Linked DNA regions of Mus musculus: all the other regions are linked to region 1. Evidence: chromatin contacts called from public Hi-C and HiChIP or PLAC-seq data. All regions are on one chromosome and are shown on one strand. The core of a region is the stretch at or near the end of the contact, and the rest is flanking DNA. Distances in the headings are between cores, read along the strand shown.

What was found. A called contact is a pair of places that touch in the nucleus more often than the background predicts. HiChIP or PLAC-seq counts read pairs in DNA pulled down with a chosen protein or histone mark.
Region 2: a contact with region 1 is called in a Hi-C map of cerebral cortex, with 2.1 times the contacts expected there. The contact joins the enhancer-like site here to the promoter of Cdh4 in region 1. A contact is called at or near these places in 2 of 39 promoter capture datasets (embryonic stem cells and hippocampal neurons), 8 of 484 Hi-C or Micro-C datasets (cerebellar granule neurons, cerebellum, cerebral cortex and 2 more), 10 of 115 datasets of contacts at active chromatin or transcription factors (craniofacial prominence, embryonic basal ganglia, embryonic forebrain and 7 more) and 1 of 9 other capture datasets (pancreatic islet).
Region 3: an H3K4me3 HiChIP or PLAC-seq map of embryonic basal ganglia shows a contact between it and region 1, with 7 times the contacts expected there. The contact joins the enhancer-like site here to the promoter of Cdh4 in region 1. A contact is called at or near these places in 1 of 39 promoter capture datasets (hippocampal neurons), 1 of 484 Hi-C or Micro-C datasets (cortical neurons) and 10 of 115 datasets of contacts at active chromatin or transcription factors (craniofacial prominence, embryonic basal ganglia, embryonic forebrain and 7 more).
Region 4: an H3K4me3 HiChIP or PLAC-seq map of embryonic forebrain shows a contact between it and region 1, with 5 times the contacts expected there. The contact joins the enhancer-like site here to the promoter of Cdh4 in region 1. A contact is called at or near these places in 1 of 39 promoter capture datasets (hippocampal neurons), 6 of 115 datasets of contacts at active chromatin or transcription factors (embryonic forebrain, embryonic hindbrain, embryonic stem cells and 2 more) and 2 of 9 other capture datasets (adipose tissue and liver).
Region 5: a contact with region 1 is called in an H3K4me3 HiChIP or PLAC-seq map of forebrain, with 5 times the contacts expected there. The contact joins the enhancer-like site here to the promoter of Cdh4 in region 1. A contact is called at or near these places in 1 of 39 promoter capture datasets (the 3T3-L1 cell line), 6 of 115 datasets of contacts at active chromatin or transcription factors (VIP interneurons, embryonic forebrain, embryonic hindbrain and 2 more) and 1 of 9 other capture datasets (liver).
Region 6: an H3K4me3 HiChIP or PLAC-seq map of forebrain shows a contact between it and region 1, with 13 times the contacts expected there. The contact joins the enhancer-like site here to the promoter of Cdh4 in region 1. A contact is called at or near these places in 7 of 115 datasets of contacts at active chromatin or transcription factors (SST interneurons, VIP interneurons, embryonic forebrain and 4 more) and 2 of 9 other capture datasets (adipose tissue and pancreatic islet).
Region 7: a contact with region 1 is called in a Hi-C map of cerebellar granule neurons, with 2.6 times the contacts expected there. The contact joins the enhancer-like site here to the promoter of Cdh4 in region 1. A contact is called at or near these places in 1 of 39 promoter capture datasets (hippocampal neurons), 5 of 484 Hi-C or Micro-C datasets (cerebellar granule neurons, cerebellum, cerebral cortex and 1 more) and 7 of 115 datasets of contacts at active chromatin or transcription factors (SST interneurons, embryonic forebrain, embryonic hindbrain and 4 more).

Annotation. Positions count from the first base shown.
Region 1 is chr2:179,440,864-179,444,238 of GRCm38.p6, forward strand. Cdh4 (cadherin 4) reads left to right here and starts at 1,568. Exons shown (of 16, transcript NM_009867.3): 1 at 1,568-1,815. The coding sequence starts at 1,759.
Region 2 is chr2:178,504,505-178,507,879 of GRCm38.p6, forward strand. No RefSeq gene overlaps it. Among named protein-coding and RNA genes, the nearest start is that of Gm35582, 4.1 kb to the left of the region's middle. Within about 2 kb of position 1,692, at least 108 of the 459 cell types and tissues checked have an H3K27ac peak or open chromatin away from gene starts, as enhancers often do. A contact at or near this core is called in cerebral cortex, where this site is marked.
Region 3 is chr2:178,520,738-178,524,112 of GRCm38.p6, forward strand. No RefSeq gene overlaps it. Among named protein-coding and RNA genes, the nearest start is that of Gm35582, 20 kb to the left of the region's middle. Within about 2 kb of position 1,899, at least 5 of the 459 cell types and tissues checked have an H3K27ac peak or open chromatin away from gene starts, as enhancers often do. A contact at or near this core is called in embryonic basal ganglia, where this site is marked.
Region 4 is chr2:178,593,403-178,596,777 of GRCm38.p6, forward strand. No RefSeq gene overlaps it. Among named protein-coding and RNA genes, the nearest start is that of Gm40031, 40 kb to the right of the region's middle. Within about 2 kb of position 1,554, at least 28 of the 459 cell types and tissues checked have an H3K27ac peak or open chromatin away from gene starts, as enhancers often do. A contact at or near this core is called in embryonic forebrain and embryonic stem cells, where this site is marked.
Region 5 is chr2:178,697,290-178,700,664 of GRCm38.p6, forward strand. No RefSeq gene overlaps it. Among named protein-coding and RNA genes, the nearest start is that of Gm35815, 18 kb to the left of the region's middle. Within about 2 kb of position 1,577, at least 48 of the 459 cell types and tissues checked have an H3K27ac peak or open chromatin away from gene starts, as enhancers often do. A contact at or near this core is called in forebrain, where this site is marked.
Region 6 is chr2:178,726,804-178,730,178 of GRCm38.p6, forward strand. No RefSeq gene overlaps it. Among named protein-coding and RNA genes, the nearest start is that of Gm35815, 48 kb to the left of the region's middle. Within about 2 kb of position 1,833, at least 32 of the 459 cell types and tissues checked have an H3K27ac peak or open chromatin away from gene starts, as enhancers often do.
Region 7 is chr2:178,767,523-178,770,897 of GRCm38.p6, forward strand. No RefSeq gene overlaps it. Among named protein-coding and RNA genes, the nearest start is that of Gm35888, 81 kb to the right of the region's middle. Within about 2 kb of position 1,754, at least 1 of the 459 cell types and tissues checked has an H3K27ac peak or open chromatin away from gene starts, as enhancers often do. A contact at or near this core is called in cerebellar granule neurons, where this site is marked.

The DNA of each region.
Region 1 (3,375 bases), core at 318-2,817:
ACACAGAGTGGCCCCCACGGAGGCATCTCAATACAAGAAGAGCGAAGGAGCTGATGTGGGCAGGATGAAGTATGTTCAGGAGGGAGGCATCTCCTTAAGGGACATGTGCCCTAGAAGCAGAACAGAACTCTCCAAAAGGATTTGCTGCCATCTCCCCCTGACTGTACAGTGTGTCTGAATCTACAGGGTAGCTGTCTCCTCCAGGTCTCCATATTCCTTCTCACCTCCCCAGTAAGCTCACCGACTCGCCAAGCTGTACTCAAGTCTTGCTTTGGTCTGGGTACCTCTCTATCAAGAGTGAATGTTTCTTTGTCTCCCCAGGGAAGGACATAGAAGAGTCTGAAGACTGCCCAGCCAGCCATGCTAAGTTAGTAGCCTCTCTCATTCCTTAGCAGGCCAATACTGGGACAGTCTGTGGCATAGGGCCAGGTTGGCACAGGCTTGGTGTTCAGATACTTGGTGGTCCAAGCTAAACCCAGTCTCATACCTCTGGACAGAGCCCACTATGCACCCTGGGTTACCCTGATTTCCCATGGCTCGAGTACTAGTCAGGAGACCTAGGGTGTCATCCACCATAGTGGGGGGAGGGGGGGCAAGGAAGAAAAGGTCTCTCTGTCCAAGTTAACTATGACCTTGGGGCAACTTAATTCACTCTTCTCAAACCAGAACTATTGTATTCTGGACACAGATTTTCTCAGAAGAGAGACAAAGAACATTTGAAAAACATCTGAGCAGACACTCCACTTTTCTGTACATTGCTTAGCCAAGGGAGGGATGGGGAAGCCTTCACTCACAGTCCAAGCTGCCCTTATTTTTCCGCGAGAGCGATACGATGCTTAAAGAAATGCCTGCAGTCAGGGTTGGAAATTGCCCATGCGAAGCAAATGGAGCTGGCCTGCCCAGGGAGCTGACGTGCCTGACAGCTCTGCCCGCTGGAGTCCCTTCCTTCCTTCCGCGGCCTCTGATTTCTTCCTTGCCTATACAGAAGACCTAACTACATTTTGGCACACACAGAGGAATGGGTAGGAATCCTCCCAAACCTTGGAGGATAGCCAGAGCCAGGCCCACACTATAAGGGGTCAGCCGAGCCAGCCCAGCTGGAGAGTGACCCCTCCCCTCTCCCTCTCTTCCGATCCCTGAGCTGTTCAGAGGGCTGGAGGCCATCACAAAGGCCTGTGTCCGGAGACTTAGATGACACAGGGATGAAGGAAGTGTCCACTCTTCACTGTGGGCTCTGAAAAGAAGTTGACCTAACATCACGGTGTGATCACAAGCAGGGGTCCCACAATCTACAAAGGACATCTAACTTGCTGGGCAGAGACTACACAGTCTTCTTTGGTTCACACCGTCTTTGCTCCTAGAAACCCAGTCTCCCTGGCTTCGTCTGCTCATACAGGCCTCTAGTTGTCCCACGGGACTGAGGCCGCCCTGCCAGCGAGCAACCAGGCCAAGCGGCTGAGCGAGTGGGCGCGGGAGCGGCTCCTTTAAGGCCCGCGTCAGGCCCGGCCGGAGGGGCGGGGCCTCGGCGAGGCCGCCGCTCAGCTTCACCTGCAGTTCCGAGCGCGCGGAACAGAGGCGCGGGCGGCTGCGAGGCCGGCGGACGCACCGGCCGGAGGGAGCGCGCCGCCGGCCCACTTGGCCTGGCTCCCGGAGCCCGGGCGGCAAGTGCGGGGAAAAGCAGGGCGGGCGCGGGCGGAGCATCGCCGCGGCGAGGGAAGCCGGGCACCGGGCGAGCGCCGGGGCGGCGCGGCGGGGACGATGACCACAGGCTCTGTGCTGCCGCTGCTGCTGCTCGGGCTCTCGGGCGCGCTCCGGGTAAGTTGCCGCCTCTCCGATCGCAGGCGATCTGGGAACCCGTGGGGCTAGCTGGTGTCTCCCGGTCTTCTCAAACCGCCGCCCGCGCTGCGCGAAGCCGCTCGCTATCGGAGCGAGGAGCCGCGGAGCTGAGCGGGCGGGACCCTAGGTGCCATCTCGTTGCCCGATCTGCGCTCCGGGGCCGCCCTCCGTAGTGTAGTACTCGCCTCCGCCGCCCGGCAGTCGCGCATCCCGAGTTCCAGCCGCGCGCCGGGTCGGGTCGGCTGCGCGGGGCGCTCTCCCGGGTCCCGTGGGTGCCGCGGAGCTCGGCTGCAGTGGGAGGCGGAGGCGACTAAGGGGCGCGGGTTGTAGCCGCGGGGTCTAGCAGGTCCTCCCGACTTAGAGAGGGATCGGGAGGAGGGCGCAGCGGGAGCGCGAGGCACTGAGCCCGGGGACTGGAGCTGGACACACTCGCTGTTTCCGCACAGTCTCTGCGCGGTCTCCAGCCGGCTCCCTCGGTTAACTCCAGCTCGCTGCGGGTCTTCGGAACGGCTCAGCGGCAGCTCCCGCAGCGACCCTGGGCGGAGACCGAGTGGCCTGAACCCCCTCTCGTGGCCGATCGGTCCGGTGGCCTGCTCGCTGCCACGCCGAGGTATTCTCTGCGATGAACCAGGGTTGGCGACCGGCTGCTCCGAGGCCACCGGACCATCGCCTTGCGCGGGGAACACGCCCCGGGGGGACAGAAACTTTCCCGGCCGACTTTTGTCTCCCGCGGGCTGCAAGAGCATTTCAGAGCTGCGATCCCCAAGAACCAGATGTCATTCTGAGCTTGGCCGGGGGAAGATCCCCGACCCAGCCCTCCCTTTCCTAGCCTCCGGGGCCGGGTACTCGAGCCCGAGCTACAGGCTGCAGGCTGCGGGTGGCCTCCCAGCGGAACCCGGGCGGAGCTGTTGCGCGCAGCTGGAGGACTCGGCCGGCAGGGAGGCGCGTTCCGCTCTGGCGGCCCGCGAAGCTGAGACTGCAGGGTGCTGGCTGCGCCCCCGGCTCCCGGAGCTTGCTCACCAGGGATCCGGAGCCTGGTGCGCCTTCTTCTCCTTAGCGGAGTGGATTAGTGGGGACACATGCTATCTCCCTTGGTTCCTGGCAGCTTGGGTGGAACCCCTTGCCCATTGCCTTCCTTTCTCTAAAGATGCAGACTCCAGAGGAACAGAAAACCCTTCTGGTCTGTTAGAGGCTTCTGGTCTTTTCTGCTCTCCTGACGAGGCTTTAAATGGGGGCTTCAGAGTGAGCAAGAGTCCAGGACCTTGTGTGGGTGAACTTCACACACACACACACGCACACGCACACACACACACACACACGCACACGCACACGCACGCACGCACACACACACACACACACACACACACACACACACACACACACGAGGACCTTGCCTCCTTGCAGCCTAGTGGCAGAACTGGTCACTATCCGCTCAGCTTGGAAACAGCCCTGGAATCACTGAATTTGCCAGCTCCCTTTCTTGGAACTCCACCCCTGTGGCCTGCAGAGGGAGGCTTCCTCCTCACCTAGCCTAAAGGC
Region 2 (3,375 bases), core at 442-2,941, 940 kb before region 1:
AGCCCGCCCACCCCCACAAACCCCAGCACCACAGCCGAGGACCAAGTAAGTGTTCAAACACACAAGCCCTCGGGGAGCATTTCACACCCAGACTATAACTGCTAACAATAAAAACGTTAGGGGAATATGAGAATATATTTTTATATGTTTCTAGTTTTGTCAAAGCCTAAAATGTCTGTATGAGTATAAACGACTAGGAAGAAGTTCCATGAAACGTGTAAGGTGCTGCTGCTCAGTGCTCAGATTCTCTGGTGCTGTTGCCCAGTGCTCAGATTCTCTGGTGCTGTTGCTCAGTGCTCTAATTCTCCTTCATGATCTTCTATAATTTTCCACTCTGTGTGTCCTCCAAGAACGTATGCCATCATCAGAACCTTCTAGAAAGTTATACGAGACTCAGACTTGCTCAGGCATGCCAGAATCATTGTGCATGTACCACAGCATCCCACACCCATCACACACTAGTCTGCAGGCTGTGGAAGACTTAGGAGTCTGTCCCCTGTGGCTTCTCTGGCTTCTCTCTGGGATCAACAGTAGAAAGTCTGCTTGGTGTCCGCTCCTCTCTTCAGAAGTATTTTGCTAATGAACCATTGTGGACAAGTTTCCATTAAACAAAACAAAACAACAACAACAATAACAACAACAACAACAACAACAAAACTATATTATGGTGGTGCAAGCTACTTGGAAGGTTGAGGAAGGAGGATTACAAGTTCAAGGCCAAGCTGAGTCACTTAGTGAGAAACTATCTCACTGTTTTAAAAAAAGATAATTTTCATGTGTTTTGCCTGTATGTATGTCTGTGAACCACCATGGCTATCTCTATGTCTGGTTCCTGTAGAGGCCTAAAGAGGCTGTCAGATCCCTGTGACTGGAGTTACAAGTGGTGGTGAGCCACCGTGTAGGTGCTGGGAATTGGTGCTTGTCTTGTGTGTAAGAGACCCTCAGTTCTATGCCACATACTGAACCAGGTGTAGAATGTGGGGTCAGTGCTCTGCCTGCATGTGGGGTCATTCATCCTGCTACAGTAGCTGCTGAGGTGGCTGACAGCCCTGGGCAGGGACCCAATGGAACCCCGGCATCATGGTAATATATGTGAAAGCTGTATGCACCCGTTTGACCCTGCAGAGTCTGTCCTCTTGTTGACGGGCTCTGTGACCAACAAGACAAGATCACACTCCTCATCTTCAAGGCTGCTGCTTCTGGTGACAGCCCTGGTCAAGAGGTATAACCCAGACTTACCTTTAAAGTCTGTGTCCACAGACACCCAAGAGCAGGGACCTGTTTGCCCTGCTCTGGACTCAATCCCCAGAGCTTTTTCCTTGCTGTGTGACTTTGAACAGGTTACTCAACTTCTCTGTGTCCAGGACTTCTCATTTATAGGGTGAGAATGGTACTTAAAGGGTGTGCCTCGGCCACACAGGGGTCTCATGGGAGTGTGTGCTTGCAGTGGACCGATCATTCTAAGCCCCATCCAGCTGTTTACCTTGGCTGTTGAAATTAATGTGGTTAGAGCCCAGTGTCTCCATCTCCCATATGTGGACTCTGCTACGTCCTGGCTTATCAATGGCTTTCCTGTCTTGAACCTTATACTCTCCTCCTGCCTGCTGATCTGGCTCTGTCGTGAGGTCCTCCACCAGCCACCCCTCCATGGCTCACTTCCTCCAGATCACTCTGTGTCTGGGGAGGATGGTGGGTGGTTTCCTCACCGTCACGCTGACCCAGCAGGAAGCTGTGGGCTTCGTTCACATCCGACTGTCAGCTACACAGCATTGCTGCACCCTATGTCTTGTGTAATGGAAGTGGACCTCAGCACCCAGCGCCACCGAGTCAAACTAGGCTCTGCAGTGACCCCACACTGACACCGTGGGGTCAAGTTTCTTCAGGCCGTGAAAGCACGAGTCTGCTCTACAAACAACCGGACTGATGTCGACATTGCAATGTGATGCAGAAGCCATTTGATACCTTTAAAAAAAAAAAGAAACGGGAAATGGAGTTTTCGTGTCTGCTGGTGCTGAAAATGGAGGATAATGACAGAATTATTAAAAACTGTCTTCTCTGCCTCAGACTAATTGCTTATGGTCCATGAGGCTGACTCTGGAATCCAGATGGGAAGCGCTGGATCCCAGGCCCGGGAGACAGGTGTTGGAAGGCCTCAAAGCCAGAGCCACAGATGTGTGGGATCTGGAGCTCCTTAGGTTCGGGATAGACCCTGTTCTTGGTGGGTCAGTTGTTACATTTGCAGGAAAGCCTGGATGGTGACAGCCCTGCAATTTGAAGATGGAACTGTGAGGCCCATGGTGGCTCTACAGTCCTGGGGTCGGTTGGGCTGAGGAAGGGAAGTGGATTTGTCTCTTGCAGGGCTTCTTCAGAGCCTTGAGTAAGATGGTGATGAGAGTTTGTATCAAACAGTGTTGGGAGCTTTCCCCTGGTACACATATGAGAAGGGGAATTGAGGCTTAGAGACAGCTCAGTCAGAGGGTCCCGAGGCATCAGATCTCCACCCCGGCCTATATGCTTCCTCCACTATCCTCTGATGGCTTGGGGAGGCCCCAGAAGAACCAAGCCACAACCTCCTGGGTGTGAAAGATGGAAGCTCTGAATGGCAGAATGGTTGCTAGTGCTCAAAGATGATTTGCTGAAGTGTCTTCTATCTGTCTGGTGGAGTCTCAGGCTGAGATGACTAGGGCCCTGTGCCAGTTGTGAGGTTATGGGTAAAGTACGCCCCGAAATTTCCCGTTGCAGAGGCTCAAAGGTGAGCTGCATCACTCTGTAGCTGTGTGATTTTTTTGGAAATTGTACTCAAACTTTCTGTGTCTAAATCATCCAGACTCATGGGTTTAATATTGAGTGTAATTTCAGTTAATAGATACAAAATATGGGAAAATCTTAAGACTTTGAGCCAAGTTATAAATATCTCTACTGCACATGAGTAGAGTTTAGAGTCTATTCCACTTCATGTTGATTGACAGGTCAGCCAGATGGACCCTGTTGTAGACAGAGAGGATAGTGAGTCTTTCCTAGAAAGAAAAGGCAGAGGAGTGGTGGTAAGCTTCTCCAGTGCAATTCAACCAGTGACCAGCAGATGGCAGAAGCAAGCCAGGAACCGAGCCTGGCCCTGCCCAGGTGCTTAGAGAAATTCTGTCTGGAGCTTTGTGAAGATTAGCTTTGTCAACTTGATACATCCTAGAATCATCAGGGAAAAGAGTCCCAAAGAGGAATTGTCTTGGTCAGGCTGGTCTGTGAGCATGTCTGTGGGGGATCGTCTTGGTTACATTAATTAATGTGGGAAGACCTACCCAGTGTGGGCTGCACCATTTTCCAGGCAGGGGCTCCGGGGCTAAGAGTCAAGAATGCTAGAGCATTTAGCAAGCATTT
Region 3 (3,375 bases), core at 649-3,148, 920 kb before region 1:
AAGGCATGCCCCTGTGGGGAGAGCAGCAGGGCTCCTGCCTGCTACCTCCTTCTGGTTCTAGCAGAAGATGGGCCACCTGGGCCAAACTCCCAAGAAAGCATCACCCGTGTCCACGCGCTTGACTCTGTCTTGTTAATTTTTAGCCAGTTGGTCAGGAAGAAAGTACCCAGTTTTGAGATATTTGATGGATCTTCTGTTGGAAGATGGCCGTTGTCTTTCACGTTCTGTCTTTGGCGAAATGGCTGTTCAGAACCTTCACCGTTCACTTCAATGACATATTATCTTATCATCGATTTATAAAAGCTTTTTTTTTGTATATTGAAGGTATTAGTTCTCTGTGATGGAAGTATGAAATTGTTGTTTTTGACTCTCTGAATAGCATTTAAAGACGGTCGATGGTGAATTTTATATTGCTGTGTCTATAGCTCTGCTTTTGTGCCTTCTGAATCCAGCGTGCTCAAATGGCCAGAGGATCTCACAGGGTAACAGTGTAGATATTCTTCTTTTACTGGTTTTCATGCTTTTTCTCTTTGTGTAAATCTTTAGATATTCACTATGTGGTGAGAAATGGATTTGCATCCAACTTTATATTTTTAGACAGCTCATAGCAAGAGCATACTAACTAGGAATGCCCACTGTATGGTACACTAAAATCTCTGTCTGGGGACTAGTCCGAGCCAGCATGATTTCTTTTCCTCTGAGCTATGTTTTGATTATTTTATCAAACCATACTGCTTTACTGAACTGTCACCAACTAATGCATTTTTAATGTTGGGCAAGACAAGTTCCTCACAACCACCGATCAAAGAATTTTCTTGGCCCTGATCAGCAGTTTATTCCTCGCCTAAATTAAAAGTTATTTAAATTGCATTGGTTTATTTGTGTGTGTGTGTGTGTGTTTGTGTGTGTGTCCTGGGATTCGAACTCAGATCTTCACGCTTGCCCAACAAACACTCTACCCACTGAGCCATCTGCCCAGCCTGTGGATTTGGCTTCATACACGTCCTGAGTTTTATTGTTCAACTTATTTCCAGGTGTTTTGGGACTTGATCTATCGGGAATGATTTCCAAAACTATGTATTTCCCAACTTCTTATATTTTATGTATGAGAAAGCCACTGATTGTCGCGTATTACTTAAAACTGATTATACTTCTGTGTATTTATTGTTTTAATATTTTTTTGTTATTCTGGTTTTCTCTGGGAATACAACCTTATTATCTATAAATTATGATTGTTCCATCTCTTCCCATATTCTCAGCAGCTTTTATACTCTTGTCTAATTGCTTCCCTCCGTGCTTTATTTTACAGTGGTGGCAAGGAGCTCCCTTAAACTGTTTCTAATGGGACGCCTCTAGTATTTTTACAATTAATTATGAAGGTAATTTTTGGATGGAAATGTGTATTTTTTTTAAAATCCTGTAAGGAGGTAACCACCCATTTGCAAGCATCAGAAGTGGATATTAAATTTTTATTAAATGTCTTTATTGCCTATAAAAAAGACTTAATGGCATGTCTCTCCTTTTCTCCTCCCATGAATGCTGTGAAGGTGTTTTTAGATCCCAGACTGGAGCTCTTAAGCATGTGAGTTTGGACTCCTCATCATCCATCTCCGTGTGAATTGGCTTCTAGCTGCCAGCAATGTACTCAGACATTTGCATAAACCTCTTCTCTAATTATCTTTTCCTGGGACCTGTCAGGCGCTGGCATCTGGTTTGCCTTGACATCCTAAGAACAGTCAAGAGTCTTTTGTCTTTCTTGCCTTAGTGGAGTTGCTTCTATCAGTGGTACAGGAGTGATCTGTGCCTTGAAGACTCCAGAAAATAGGATTCTGGCAAGCCTGGCTCTCAGGCAGTGGAAGCCCTGGAAGCCCTGCCCACCTGCTGCAAAGGGAGTGCGAGGCATTTCAGCCATGTTGGAAAATGAAATGCTAATAGCTAGTTAGGACCAAATGTTTGGTCCCTGCTGTGTCTGGCCTCCAGACTCGGAGTTTCAGAAGAGAACACTTCCTCCTTGTGAAGAGGGGAGAGGGAAGATGCAGGAGCCTTGGGAAACAGAAAAGCTCTCAAGAGGAAACTTGGATCTCACTTAGAAGGGGGAATACAATAATCATAAGAGGCAGATGGAGGGAGGGAGCTGGGTCAGAGAGGGGATAGAAAAGGGGAATGGGTGGGGTCAGGATCATGTGTGGAAGAGGGACAGGAGAGATGGCCAGATGGCCAAAAGAATGAGTGGCAATCTGTAGCTGATGGGGGCGGGGAGGTGGAGGGCATATCCAGAATATGACAGAGACCTGGATAAGGGAGGTGCCCAAGAATCAATAGGGGTGACTCACAGCATTGGGGATATGGAACCTGAAGAGGCCAACTCCTGTAGCCATGCACAAGCCACAGTTGAGCAATAGGTACAGCAACCTACCCCCAAAATTGTTGACCCAAAATTTATCCTGTCTACGAGAAATGCAGGGACAGGGGATAGAGCAGAGGCTGAGGGAACTGCCAACCAATAACTGGCTCAGATTGAGACCTGGCACTATTAATGGTTCTCTGTTGTGCTTGTAGACGGAGTCTAGCATGGCTGTCCTCTGAGAGGCTACACCCAGCAGCTGACTCAGACAGATGCAGACACCCACAGCCAAACAGGGGGTGGAGCTTGGGAGGGTTGGGGGGGAGGACTAAGAGCCCGAAAGAGGATAGCGACTCCACAGAAAGACCCACAGAGTCAACTAACCTGGACCCTTGAGGCTCTCAGAGTCTGAACCACCAACAAAAGAACATACATGGGCGGAACCTAGGCTCCCTATACATACGTGGCACATGTGCAGCTTGGTCTTCATGTGGATCCCAAACAACTGGAGCAGGCGCTATCCCTAAAGCTGTTTCCTGTATGTGGGATATGTTCTTCTAGCTGGGCTGCTTTGGCTAGCCTCAATGGGAGAGGATGAGCCTAGCCACACAGAGACTTGATGTGCCAGGGTGGGGGGATACCCAGGGGCTCCCACCCACTCACAGGAGAAAGGGAGGGGGAAAGATTGTGGATGAGGTGACCAGAAGTGGGGACAGTGAGCATGATGTAAAATGAATAAAGAAAAAAAATAAAAAACAAATTAAAAACGCCAAAGAGATCAGTAAGGACTGTTTGTATATGGAACTGTGTTCCACAATATATTTATGGTCATCAATCATTTCAATTTTATCATATAACTTGACATCACAATGAATTTAGTAATTTCCATATAGTGAATTAGTCCATGAACTATAGATTAAAATTGAATAGTTTATTGATGTTGTCTAAAGAATCAATAAAGTTTTTTTTTTAATGTTATAAAAAAAATTAGCTTAGTGGCTCACCAAGTCAGACTTGGGTGAGATTTCTTT
Region 4 (3,375 bases), core at 304-2,803, 850 kb before region 1:
ATCTATTCACATACATACATACACACTCACACACACTTAGCCCCTACACACATATATACACTCACACACACATTCTCATATATCTATTCACACACACACACACATACACACACACACCTCTCCACACACTCATATACACACCCACCCAAACACACACACACTCATACACATAATCTCACAATCTATTCAAACACATATACCACACACACTCACACACACACACACACACACACACACACACACACACACATGCTTGCTCACCCACCCACATCTATCCACACACAAAAATAAACAAATGACAAATTAGTAGAGACACTAAAGGAGACTCTGTGCTGACTTCTGGCCTCCACATTTGTGTATACAGGCACACACATAATTTAAATTTACAATTTAATAGAAATAAGTCTGGGCTTTGGGGGAATTCATCAAATAGAGGGGTCAGATCACTTGGGTTTCTTTGTTTCCACCTCTGCCTTGAGCATGTAACAGTCCTGGCCACGTTCCATATCCATAGTCACAGCCTCACAGCTTTCTACACCCTTGCGATAACAGATGTCCATTATCTCTGTTGTTACTGTCATTGTGATGATCACGCCAGCTGCTCGCATGGTGTGCAGAAACTCACCTGCAGCCCGAACACTTAACGGCTTGTGCTGCTTCCGGGAATGGTGGACGCTGGGGACACCTGTGGGCATGGAGAACTGTGTTCTTTCCCATCGTGAGCATACAATGTAGGGGCCCTTGGATACTAGCTGATTTCCATATGGGCTTTTGAGAGTGCACACCTCTTTAGGGAGTGGATCTTGTTGCTCTTGATTTCGAATTCAATCTGAGGCCAGCTGCAGGTCTGTATAGAAAGAGCCCAGCGGCAGAACAACACAGGCTTCAGTGTAGCCAGAGAACGGATGCTGAGGGAGCACTTGCACGTGAATGTTAAGCAACAGGCTGGCTGCTATTGAATGAGAGCCAAAGGGAGGAAGCAAGGAGAACCTTGTCTGACCAGGGAGGCCTGGCAGGGGGAAGGGTCAGAAGACACTACTTCTGGGAGTTAGGGGAGTGTCTAGATTTAGGAATTGCAGAAGGCCAAATAACCTTGAAAAGACTGGCGAGCTAGAGGAGAATCGATAACAGGGTGTGGGTGGATAAACAGGAAGAGCCCTGCTGTTACCCAGATGCCTAAGATCCGCATCTGAACCTTAAGCCTTTGTGGCTCTGCGTCTGACATTCATAAATCTTTGTCCTGATTAAACCGGGTTGGGTTCTTCATTTTGTACCTGAGAGTATTTTAACTTTAAACGGGGGACATTTCTCGTCAGTAGCTGTGTTTTAAACTTGTTTTTGTACCTATTTCAACCGAAAGTTAGTGTGCAATCCATGGTCCAGATCCAGGTACCATCTGCCCAGCCCAGTCTCTGGATGGACAGTAAGAATGCCCAACACGAGTCGGAGAAAAAGAATAAAGGGAGAAGAGTGACATATGGAAGTGCTCAGAAATTCAAACCTCAATTTGGAGGCTGGTCATGCTTTCTGGTGTTGTCTATAGCTCCTGGAGGCTAAAGTGGGAGGGAGCAGAGAAGCTGCACTGTGATTGGTAGCATCAGAGCTACTTCCTGTCTGGCCCCTCCCAGACCCTGAGCATGGGTGTTGGGGGGTGGGATCACTATGTTGCAGAGATCTCTGGAGGTGGTCGTTGCAGGATTAACCCTCAAATCCAAATCCTTCTGTCTCTATCTTCTCCTTTCTCTCATCATTTGAGCACCAGCTTTGCCAGGCTCTGTAGTGGTCACTGGGACTAGAAACAGCCCAGGCCTAAGGGGCTGGGCAAACCCTCTGTTCCCCATGAATGTCATTAGCAAAAAGAAGTTATTGAATTATTGACTAGGGTCCATTTCCCAGGTTAGCCAGGAAGTCGCAGGCGGCCATGGCACATATCTGTACTCCGGAATGGCTGTGGAAGGCTGCTTCCCACTCTTTCCTTGTCAGAAGTAACTGAGATGCACTTTGGCAAAGCACTGGGCAAGCTGGACCACACAGATGAAGGGGAATAAAATTTAATGTTGTAATAATGACCGCAGGCCCAGCCAGAACCAAATGACTTCCGACTCATGCTACTTACCCTTCTTGCATGAGCAAATTTTTATATTAAAAACTTAATCTCTATACTTGGAAAATTTAGAATAGCACACGCACAAAAGCCAAACAGTACACAGTTAGACAATGTATTCTTCCCAACGGTGTGCGTGGCTGGCCATTGTCTATATAGTTCTGAAGTGGTCTCTCCATGTACATACACCTAGTGAATGCATGAGGTGTGTGTTTCTGCTTGTGGAGTGTGTGACACTGTGTGTGCCCCCTGTTTGTGTTACTTGTTCCATCATTCCATTCACCAGATAACATCGATATTTAGTAGCTATTCGTGATTACTCTAAAGTCGAAGGACCCAAACACCAACCACCTGCTAATAGGAAGATGACTGAGAACATTGTAAAGTTTTCTCCAACAGACCCCGTCTATTAATGCTAAGGACCAAGTGCAGCCACAGGGGCCCAGGTGGGTGTGCTGCACAGACAACGTGCAGGGGATGATCAGCTAAGCAAGGGTCCTACTGTCAGCCAGGGTGCACCCCACCCTGGTGGGGTCACAGTACCCTCCCAGCAGACATGGGTGCTGGAGCCCCAAATGGGTCCTTTGTAAACTCTCCTCACCTTGTATGACTTGTGACTGTAGGATTTGTTTGTTTGTTTGTTTGTTTTGGGTAATTATGTTGTAGGAAAGTATTTTGGAAATCGGTTGGAGTTCATTGGGACTGCCGCTTCCTTCTCTGTAGCTCCAGCAATTTTGATGTCAGCGTGAAAGTCTTGGCCAGGTTCTCTGCCTTCAGATGCACACTTAGGGTGTTTCCGGATGTTGTCAGTTTGATGGATGAATTTCTCAGCGTCCTGTTTAAATAGAAGCAGACTATGATGAGCAGACACCTTTCAGCAGGGAATCCCTTTTGCTTGGGTCAGAGAGGGTCGGGGGCTGGGGGTGTGGGGGGAAGGACCTGACCCAGCCAGAGCCAGTACAGCCTCATGTGGGCAAACAGCCATACGGACACCTTACCGCTAATGGGTAGTCCCTGGACACAGCATTTGTATTTGCTTCTCTGGCTGTCACAAATGCCCAAGTGGTCTGAATATTAATGAAACAATTTGCAACCTCCTTTGCAGGCTTAAAATATTCAGCACCAGACATACTGTTTTGTTCCCATTTCAGCCAAGTTTAATTTCTCTTAACCAGCTTTGTTGTTGGAAAGTAAAATTAATGTATGATTTCAGTGTTTAAATCTCAATTCTCGGCAATTCGCGACAGATTGCGAGTGAGTATGATTTGTTC
Region 5 (3,375 bases), core at 327-2,826, 740 kb before region 1:
TGACACAAGCTGGAGTTATCACAGAGAAAGGAGCTCCCTTGAGGAAATGCCTTCATGAGATCCAGCTGTAAGGCATTTTCTCAATTAGTAATCAAGGTTGGCAGGGCCCTTTGTGGGTGGTGCCATCCCTGGGCTGGTAGTCCTGGGTTCTATAAGAGAGCAAGCTTAGCAAGCTGGGGAAGCAAGACAGTAAGTAACATCCTTCCATGGTGTACTGGCTAGTTTTGTGCCAACTTGACACAGCTGGAGTTATCACAGAGAAAGGAGCTTCAGTTGAGGAAATGCCTCCATGAGATACAACTGTAAGGCATTTTCTCAATTAGTGATCAAGGGGGAAAGGCCCCTTGTAGGTGGGACCATCTCTGGACTGGTGGTCTTGGTTCTATAAGAGAGCAGGCTAAGCAAGCCAGGGGAAGCAAGCCAGTAAAGAACATCCCTCCATGGCCTCTGCATCAGCTCCTGCTTCCTGACCTGTTTGAGTTCCAGTCCTGACTTCCTTTGGTGATGAACAGCAGTGTGGAAGTGTAAGCTGAATAAACCCTTTCCTCCCCAACTTGCTTCTTGGTCGTGATGTTTGTGCAGGAATAGAAACCCTGACTAAGACACATACCTTCAGATCTAGATGAATAAGAAGACTCATTCAATGCTGAGTCATGGCCAGGAGGCAAGATCCAGGTTTCTTCATGCCTTTTCAAAGCAGACTCAGTCTGCCTTTGAAGGCTTTCTCATATCTCCTCTGTACTAGCACTAAAGGTTGGGACTCATGGTTGCTGAGTGATGATTCCAATCAATTGATATGCATTGACCTAATGTGTGTTGTGAGCAGGTCCTGGGCTAGCATGGGGGATCGGTAGCTTGTTTAAGCTCCTCCCAGGCCAGATCTATAGGATGATCCTTCACATGCCCTGGGCCTGCAGTCTCCTCACAATGATGTATGGCAGTGGGGCAGGCACTCTACATAAGCACAGATAGCTTTTGTTCACTGATATCTTTGCCATCCCATATTTATGGCAAATATGAACAATTAAGTCCATCTACTGAAATGATTGCTTGCAAATTGGTGAGGAACTCAACTGAGGATGGCAACTTTTGTGATGTGAATAGCTCTGGGCTTCTTAAAATAGCCATGCTATCCAGAAGAAATGGGAGGAAGCACACGCAGGCCACTGTGTGTGTCCTTCGATTGTCCAGATTTGGGGTTATTAAGCCCTTCAAAAATACACTGGTCCACCTAGTAAAAAATATATTTACAAAGCTTCTGATTGTGTCGCCAGAGTGTAGTTGCCTTGAGATAAATCTCCTGCAGCTGGGGAAAGGATTGTACATACCCGAAACCAAGTCCAATTATACTGAGAACCAGCAGCCAGCTTCCTCTGTCCCTGCAGTTCCCGGAGTGTGAAGCGGGAAGGAACAAACGAACGGGAAACTGTACAGAATCGTAATGATGAGAGCAGGACAGGGCAGCCCGCCTTCCCTGCCTTCCCTCCACCCTCTCCTCGAGTCTGTCTAACAAGAGTGGAGAGAGCTGGCAGTCCTCCTGGCCCTCCTCGCTCCTCCTTCTCTTGTTGGAAGGAGCCTGTGTCCCAGCCTCCCTTGCTTGGTTCCAGGCGCCTGGATGTGTCTTGGAATAAATAGCCTGGAGAGTGGCCAGGCGTCCTCTGTTTTCTTCTCTTCCGTAATTAACTCGGTACCGAGTTGCTTCTCTGAAGTAAACAGCTCAGTTCTACTTCAAGGCAGAAATTTCAGTGACAAAATGGAAACTGAAGCAAATCTCAGGGTGCTGCTTGGTGGACGTGCCTGAAGGCTCCCTTCAAGGAGCCACAGTTAGGGAACAGACATAGATAGTGGAGCCAATGCCACGGTCTCTTTCGGAAAACGAGGGCCATGTGCAGGCCCAGAATGGGCTGCTTTCACATAGGTATCTTGGGAAAGTTAATCAAAGCAAAGCAGAGCCGGGAGAGAGCCAGGGTTATCCTGAGAGTGGTGAGAGACTAAATTCCAGCTAGCCCCTATCTCTGTCCCTCCTGCCCTCTTGTCTTTTTTAATGTGTGTCTGTGTCCGTGGAGCCAGGCATTGACTTGAATCATCTCCCTCTATAGATCTCCACCATACTCTTTAGACTGGGTCCCTTGTTGAACCTGGAGCTCACCGATTGGTTAGACCTGATGACAGTGAAACTTGGAGCTCACTGATTGGTTAGAGCAGCTAATGATGACCTATCTCTGTTCCCTGACCCAGCGCCGGAACTGTACCATCTCACTTGGTTTTATGTTTGGCTTCAGAATCCCAACTCAGTTTATCAAGCTTGTTACAGCAGCCACGTTACCTACTGTGGTGGTTTCAATGAGAACAGCTCCCTTCGGCTCATACACTTGAATGTCCTGTCCAGTTTGTGAAGGATTGGAGGTGTGGCCTTGAAGAAAGTGTGTCACTAAGGGTGGACTTTCAGATTTCAAAATCCTGTGCCTTTCCTAGTTAGCTCTCTCACTTTCTGCATTGTGCTTATGGATCTGGATGTAGTCTCACAGTTACTGCACCAGCACCATGCCTGCCTGCCTGCCTGCCTGCCTGCCTGCCTGCTGTGCCAGCGCCATGCTTGCCTGCCTGCCTGCTATGCTCCCTGCCATGATGACTATGGATTATAACCCTATAGAAATATGCACTCCAACATTTTTTTTCTTTTGTAAGTTGTCTTTGTCATGTTTCTTTGTGGCATTAGAAAAATAACCAAGACATCCATTGAGCTATATCACTATATCCCCCTCTCCCTTATGTTTTTCAAGAATGCAAACTGTCTATGTCATCCCATCCTTTCATTTACAACAGACATATTGGAATTTCTGGGGAGCATAGAAACTTAGAAAGAATTCTACAGGAGTCTCAATGTCTCCACAGTACCTGAAGCTAGTTCTTCAGGGTGCAGACAAATGACCTATCTCCCAGTGGCTTTGACTGGTTTGGGCTTGCCTAGTGGTCATCCCAGAAAGGTTGAGTATCTCCACTGGGGTCCTTTGGGTTTCAGAAGGTGCCTTAGGAGACCCCATCATTACACACTTCTTGCCCTGAATGAATAGATTGGGACCCAAGAGTGTCAACACGTGGCAATCCAGGTCTTTCTGCATGTGCCGTGTGTAGGGCAAGAGCTGGGGTACTAAGGATCTCTGGCATATTACAGATGTTTTCCTCTGGTTCAGGATGGATTCGATTCAGGGCCAGGTTGAACTTGGCAGACCAGCGAGCTGTTGGGGTTAGAGGAGCGTGGGTGACCCAAAGGCAACTGAGAAGTAGGGATGATGACCCCTAAACCAGCAACCCTGACACACCTCACAGCACTGAGGCAGCAAAAGCTTCTCTCACACCAGCAGTTTCCCACTG
Region 6 (3,375 bases), core at 583-3,082, 710 kb before region 1:
CATGTAGCTCTGTCTGCTCAGAAACCATGACAAGGAAGACTTCCCACAGCTCATGGCATCTCAGCAGGCAAGGGGGACATGTGTAAAGGTCATGAGATGAAGAGAATACAGCCAAGCTGAACAGGAAGGATAGAGGCCATTGTAGACAAGCAGTGAGATCAGAGGGGAAGCAATGGACAGTGAGCCAAGGCATGCAGTGCTATTGGACAGGGAGAGTTCTTGCTTTTTCTCCTGACTTCAGTAGAAAACTAAGCATGGATTGTGTAACCAAGTGTGTGCTGTGAACAGACACCATGGCCAAGGCAACTCTTACAAGGACAACATTTAATTGGGGGCTGGCTTACAGGTTCAGAGGTTCAGTCCATTATCATCAAGGCAGGAACATAGCAGCATCCAGCCTGGCATGATGCAGAAGGAACTGAGAGGTCTACATCTTCATTTGAAGGCTGCTAGGAGAAGACTGGCTCCCATATGGTTAGGCTGAGTGGGTCATTGCCCACTCCCACAGTGACACACTTCCTCCAACAAGGCCACACCTCCTAATAGTGCCACTCCCTGGGCCAAGTATATTCAAATCACTACACCAAGGTTTCCCTACTGAGTTTGTTTGTTAGTTTATTTATTTATTTATTTATTTATTTATCTACTTATTTATTTAAGTACTGAAGATGGAACTCAGGATTTTGGATATGATTTATGGTCATCCCTATGTCCCTTTGGCTATTTTATTTTTTGAGTTAATGTCTACTATATTGTCCAGGCTAGTCTTGAACTCTGTATCTCAGACAAGCCTCAAACTAATGTACCCCCTGCCTCAGCTAAGGGTGAGCCACACTCCAACTAGAAACATGTTTTCCCAGTAAACAATACAATGTCTGTGTTCACAATGTGATCAACTATCCTGCAACAAGGTTGCTACTAGGTACGAGGGCAGGTGTGGCACAGGAGGCGGGGTGAGGGATGATGGCTGGAGACAGAGAGAGCTCATGTCCTTAGGGGCAAATGGTGAGACAGCTCAATGGAAGCCCAGGTTAAGGGTGCCAGTGTCTATGGAACAAGTAAATAATCCTTGGGACAGAGCTCAAACAACCCCGGGGGTCTGGCTGCCCTTGAAGCTGGGAAGCTTGGCATAGGCCTTCAGCAGCCCCTGGATCTGGATGGGTGGCTGGTGCTCCAGAGTCCTTGCTGTGCGTTTGTTTACAGAGGCAAAGCAACAGAGGCTCAGGTTTGCAAAGGGGTGAGTTGCATAGCAGTGAAGCTTGCTGAGACCTCCTCCTCCCACCATCTCCTGTAGCCCTCAGGATGTCTCCTCCCACCCTGCTGTGCTGTGCTGGAGGAGGGCAGTGTGGTTTATTAATCTCACGGGCCCTGAGCCCTATTCCCTATGCGCCTGCCCCATATGGACGCAGAGACCTGTGCAGTGCATCCTAGCAACAGGAACACGGGGCTGCAAATCCCAAGGAAGCAATTCTTACTTAAGGATGTTAAACTGGGGTTGTGTCCGTCCAATGGCTCAAACTGAGGCCTTCTGACCCAAAAGGCTAGACTGTTGGAGGTCAAGTTTTTGGATTTGTTGCTGCTTTAAGAAAATCTATTAAAAGTAAAACATGAAAACTCAACAGATTCTTTCCCCCCTCTGCCCTTATTTTCCTGGCAAATTATTATTCAAGAGACGAAGTACCCCATGCTGAAAAAAAAAGATAGTTAAATATTCCCTCTATAGTGAGGGGGAAAAGTAATGAGCCTCGGTGTAGTTCACTGCCCCGTGTGGTGCAGGCAGCCTCAAATGCATTCACGGGGAATGGTGCGGGCGGGAGCTCTGAGCTCTGTGTTAATCCTTCCGGTGCTGGTTAAACCTAGGCGTGGGGGTTGGGGGGAGCATGATCTGAGCCCAGCAGAGATCAAAGGCTCAAGCCTGGAGCTTTCTGCTGACTTTTTTGGTGTCTCCTACCATCTCCGGCTCGAGAATCATTTCAGAGCCACTCCGAAGCTCGCAGATGATGTCTTTATCAGGCTTCTGTGTGTATTTATTTATTCAACATCTGAAAATGGAGACAAGCCTGCCCACCAGACAAGATTAATGACACACCCGATGGGAACGAGTTACTCAGAGGCTGAGACCCAGTCCCCACCCTGTACCCTGGGCTGAGCCTGCAGGCTTTATTAAGGAAAACACAGGGAAGGGGAATTCTGCAGTGAGCTGTTTAGAATCTAAACTTGGGAGCACGGTGTCCGTGGCGGTTCTCTGTGCTACCTGGGCACATTTATTAGTGCCCCAATTGTCAAGGTCCCCGTTTGTCAGATGGGGGATTGTCTAAGCTGTCACACGGAGATACAGGGTTTGTGTTTCACCCATGAGGGATGCCTACTGTCACATTCGAGTCTCCTTATCATTGAGACATGTGCTCAACACACAGGGTTAAAGCCTGCTCTACCCTCATGCATGGACTCCAACTGTCTCCCTAGTGGTATGTGAGAACCCTGAAGGCTGAGTAAGATGCCTGTAGCCAACCCACACCACTGCTGTGGTGGGCTGGGACCTCCATCTCCATGGGGATTCCCTTCCACAGAGTCTCTGTTGCTCTCTCATCTGACCTGTGTAGGGATTCTGCCTTCTTTCACAGGAATCTCACAAAGTGTCTGCTCATGTCCCCACCTTACAGGCTTCTGTGGTTGGTAGCTCTCTACCATTCCACTGAGCCAATTAGTACTCAGTCTTGTGTCCCTTCCTTCTGAGAAAGTCTCCTCAGTCTCCAACCCCTCCCTAGCTTCCTTGAGTCTAAGGCCTGTTCTTAGTGGTTGCTCCTCTCTGGGAGATGATGGTAAGGGAGGCTCTGCTGGGCCATTCATCTCATGGCAGGCTCTGCATCTTTGGAACAGTGACTATAAAATGCCCAGAGAGTTCCCCACCTACTGCCGTTCCCTCTTTCATGGCACCCAGGAACACACAGATAATCTGAATTTTTAAAGAGTAGAAAGCAAATGTCCTGTACCCATCTGGAAGTTTGGCATCACAGATCTGCCTGACACCTAGCTCATGATTTGAGGTCCGAAATGGAAGCCAAAAAGTGGAGGAATTTATAGTGGTTGATTATGGAGGTCATGGAGTGTGTGGAAAGGCCATGGTGTCGTGTGGAGAATGTCATGGAGTGTGTGGAGAAGGTCATAGAGTGTGTGGAGAAGGTCATGGAGTGTGTGGAGAAGGTCATGGTATATGTTGAGAAGGTCATGAAGATGTGGCTGGGATCCCTCATATCTGGGTAGACCAGGAAAAGAGAGGACAACGTGAGGTGGAAATGCAGTCTAGCTTTATTTCCAATTACCAGTCCTAACAGCCATATACTCCCTCTGGAAAGTTTCATGGCCTCTCAAGAA
Region 7 (3,375 bases), core at 504-3,003, 670 kb before region 1:
CACTGCTAGTCACTCCCTGGTCTAAGAAAAGACCTCAGACAATCCAGCCTGTGTTCTTGGAGCAGGCGGTGCCCCCACAACACAGTTTCCAATTAAACCTACACACCTGGCATTTATACCGCACAGGTGAGGGAACTTCAGAGGGTGTCGGACTCCTCTGAATAGCTGCTGCTTCTGCTGCTGGGTGAGATGGGCAACCTGTACTTCGGCAAGTTATGGGGGACGGTTGACTCACCGTGCCCTGAGGAAAGCTTCATCCCGAGATAAGACAGAGAGGATGAAGGGGAGAGAGGAGAGAAAGCCCTCACTTTGGGACCTAGTTTATTATTCCTACAGACCAAATCAAGAAACATATCTGATGAGGTCCAAACTGCACACAAAGACACGTGTATCCTGAAGGACATCTCAGACACAGATCAGTAGGTAAGAGCAGTTGCAACTCTCTTCTAGGGGACCTGGGTTTGCTTCTCAACATCCACATGGTGGGTTACAACCATCTGTTGACTCCAGTCCCTGGGGATCTGACACCCTCTTCTGACTTCCACAGCCACTGCATGTAAATAGTATACATACATACATACATACATACATGCACACATACATGCACACATATACACATCAGGCAAAACACCCATACTCATACGATAAAAATAAATAAATCTTTTTGAGACGGTGGCTCTGACAAGGATGTTGAAAACAACCGATAAGTTGTGCTTACATAGGGCTGGAGCTGGTATCTGTGTCTACACCTGGGACCTGCAGCATCCTCTGTGAACTATCAAGTCACAAAGCCCCTTGAGAGACTGTGAGGAGGCCTCTGAAGAGTACCTCTGACCTCAGCTAGAATGTGAACTTGCCACCTAGTGGCTAGGTCTTCACCCATCCCTGGCTACCTTCCTGTCTCCCAACCATTCTTCACATATGTTCACAGCTGGCTGCCTTTTCTTTTTTCTGTTTCTGTCTAGGATGCAGAAACAGACATGAAACAATCTAAACTTGGTTTCCTGTCAATCCTGTCTTCTCAAGGGCACCCAGATCATTTGTCTTCCTGGCCCCTGTAGGGGCGAGATTCTGTTCTAGCACCAAGCACAGTTCTCTTCCTGAACAAGACTTGAGAGGTCTCACTCGCTTCCCTTCAGATCAGGAGAGAGGTCACGTGACTCACAGCTAGCTAAGGAGATGTCATGCAGCCCTCTTGGGGGTAGATGAGCCATGTGGCACCAGATTTAGGGAATAGTCATTGAAGCCTCTACAACATTCTGTCACAGCATGGACCCCACTAGACTGAGCAGGGCCATTCATCCCGTGGTGTAAGCTCTCAAGGTGGGCACATGCTGTTCTGATCTTTTTATTCACTGCATGCCACCTTCTCTGCAGATTGTTTAAAAAAATGAAGTAATTCATTCCACAAATATTTACTGAACTCTCTGAATGTGGCCATGTTCTGGGCAGCAGAGACGAAGCCAAGACTCGGCAGACATACCTCATGAGACCATATGCTCATGTGTCATTAGGATGCCCTTGGACACAGAGAGATACCCAGTTACAAGAAGCCCTGGTGAGGCAATGGGACCTGGGGTCAGAGGTATAAGAAAATAAGTATCATGGCTCAACACAAATGGGCATCAGCATCACCGGCATGTTGGCAGAGCTTGGCTTCCAGGTCTGGCATGTGCCCAGAAGTCTGCTTTGGGGATTGTGGTGTCTGGACACAGATCTGAGAAGATATTTTCATAGAAGCCTGGAATGAGAGGTGCCAGGTGCTTCAGCCTGAGGGGCAGCAAGGGGCCGGAAGCACAGGCAGCCTGTGACGAGGGCAGGAAGAGGAAGATGCTTCAGGCTGGGCTGGAGGCGGTAGATCTGGCAGGTAAGTCACCCAGCCCTGCTGAGCATCAGGGGTTTCCGTGAACATCATGGGGCACTGTTTAATGGAGGAAGTGAGTTTATCTGCTGTTTCTCATCACATCTCTGAAAAATTATACGGAGTTAGAGGCTCAAAACAATGAATGTATCCCTTCACAGCTGTGGAGTTCAGAAGCCTGACCTGGGCCAAATGGAATGAAGTCAATGTGTCAGCAGGGATGGTTCCTTCTAGAAGGTCCAGAGGATGGTTTGTCTCTGCCCTGTCAGCTCCCAGGGGCCATCTCTTGCTTGGTTTAAGGTCCTGTCTTCCTCCTTCAAAGCCAGCTGTGCTGAGTGGAGTCCTCCTTTCAAGCCAGCTGTGTTGAGGGGAGTCCTCCCACTGCCAGCTGTGCTGAGTGGAGTCCTCTGATTCTGCTCTTTGGGATCCAGTGTACCTTGGACCCACTTGGATAATCCCAGAGATCCTGTCTTCTTAGATGAGCTAACTGGAGGTTTTCAATCCTTCTCACCTTCAATGCTTTTTTTTTTTTGTGTGTGTGTGTGTGTGTGTGTGTGTGTGCTGAGTGACCTAACAGGCTCCAGGAAGAAGGGCTAACCATCTTCACTGGGCACAGGATTCTGCCCAGTATGTCTGGTATGTATTACAAAGGGGACTGGTGGATGCTGGGGCATGGGGCATGGTAAGGACATGCATGGGGCAGAAGAGGCAAATAGTCCCAGCATTTTCTCTGGTCTCTCTGTGCAGAGGTGAGTTAGAGGCTTGATCTAGAATTAGGCAGTGGAGAGGAGAGGGGGTGGCTGGAAGACAAAGGTGTGACAGGGAGGGAGGAAGGGAGGAGGGAGGGGGAGAGGGAGAGGGAGAAGAAGAGGGAGAGAGAGAGAGAGAGAACTGAGAAGAACTTAAGACTTGATTTTCTTGCCGAACCTGTGGTGAAGCAATGCATCATGAATCATGGGAGCTGAGGACTAGGGTCAGAGAGACCCAGGTGTGAGTTTGAGGTCTGTTCACCTCACTGACTGGCCACTCACACATCCGACTTTGGAGGCTGCTTTGGTTTTGTGTTTATCAAAAGGTTAGAGTGGATCTGTAAGTATCCTGAGGAACCATTTATTCTGGGGGTGCCGCATACTGGCCTTCAGTTGCCAACAGAATCTGTATTCATTCTGAGTTGTTCCATAAACACAAAGCATGTAGAGGCCGTCAAAGGATCAAAGGTGGCCTGGGCTTGAATCCTTCTTGAGTTGTACTGTCCCATGACTTGGCTGGCCTTCTGGAGTGCCTCTCCCCTGATAAGTTGACTTTTATCTGTTAAGGATAAAGTTGGACTTTCTTTACTCCTGCTCTGGCCAAACACCAGGGGTATCTATCATCATCATCATCTCATTATCATCATCATGGACCCAAATACTAAATGACAGAACCAGAACGTGCCCTGTGGAGACGGCAGGCACAGCCTGAGCTCTGTTCTGTAGTCGAGTCTAGCGGCCGCTGTTGAGTATAACCCATTATAA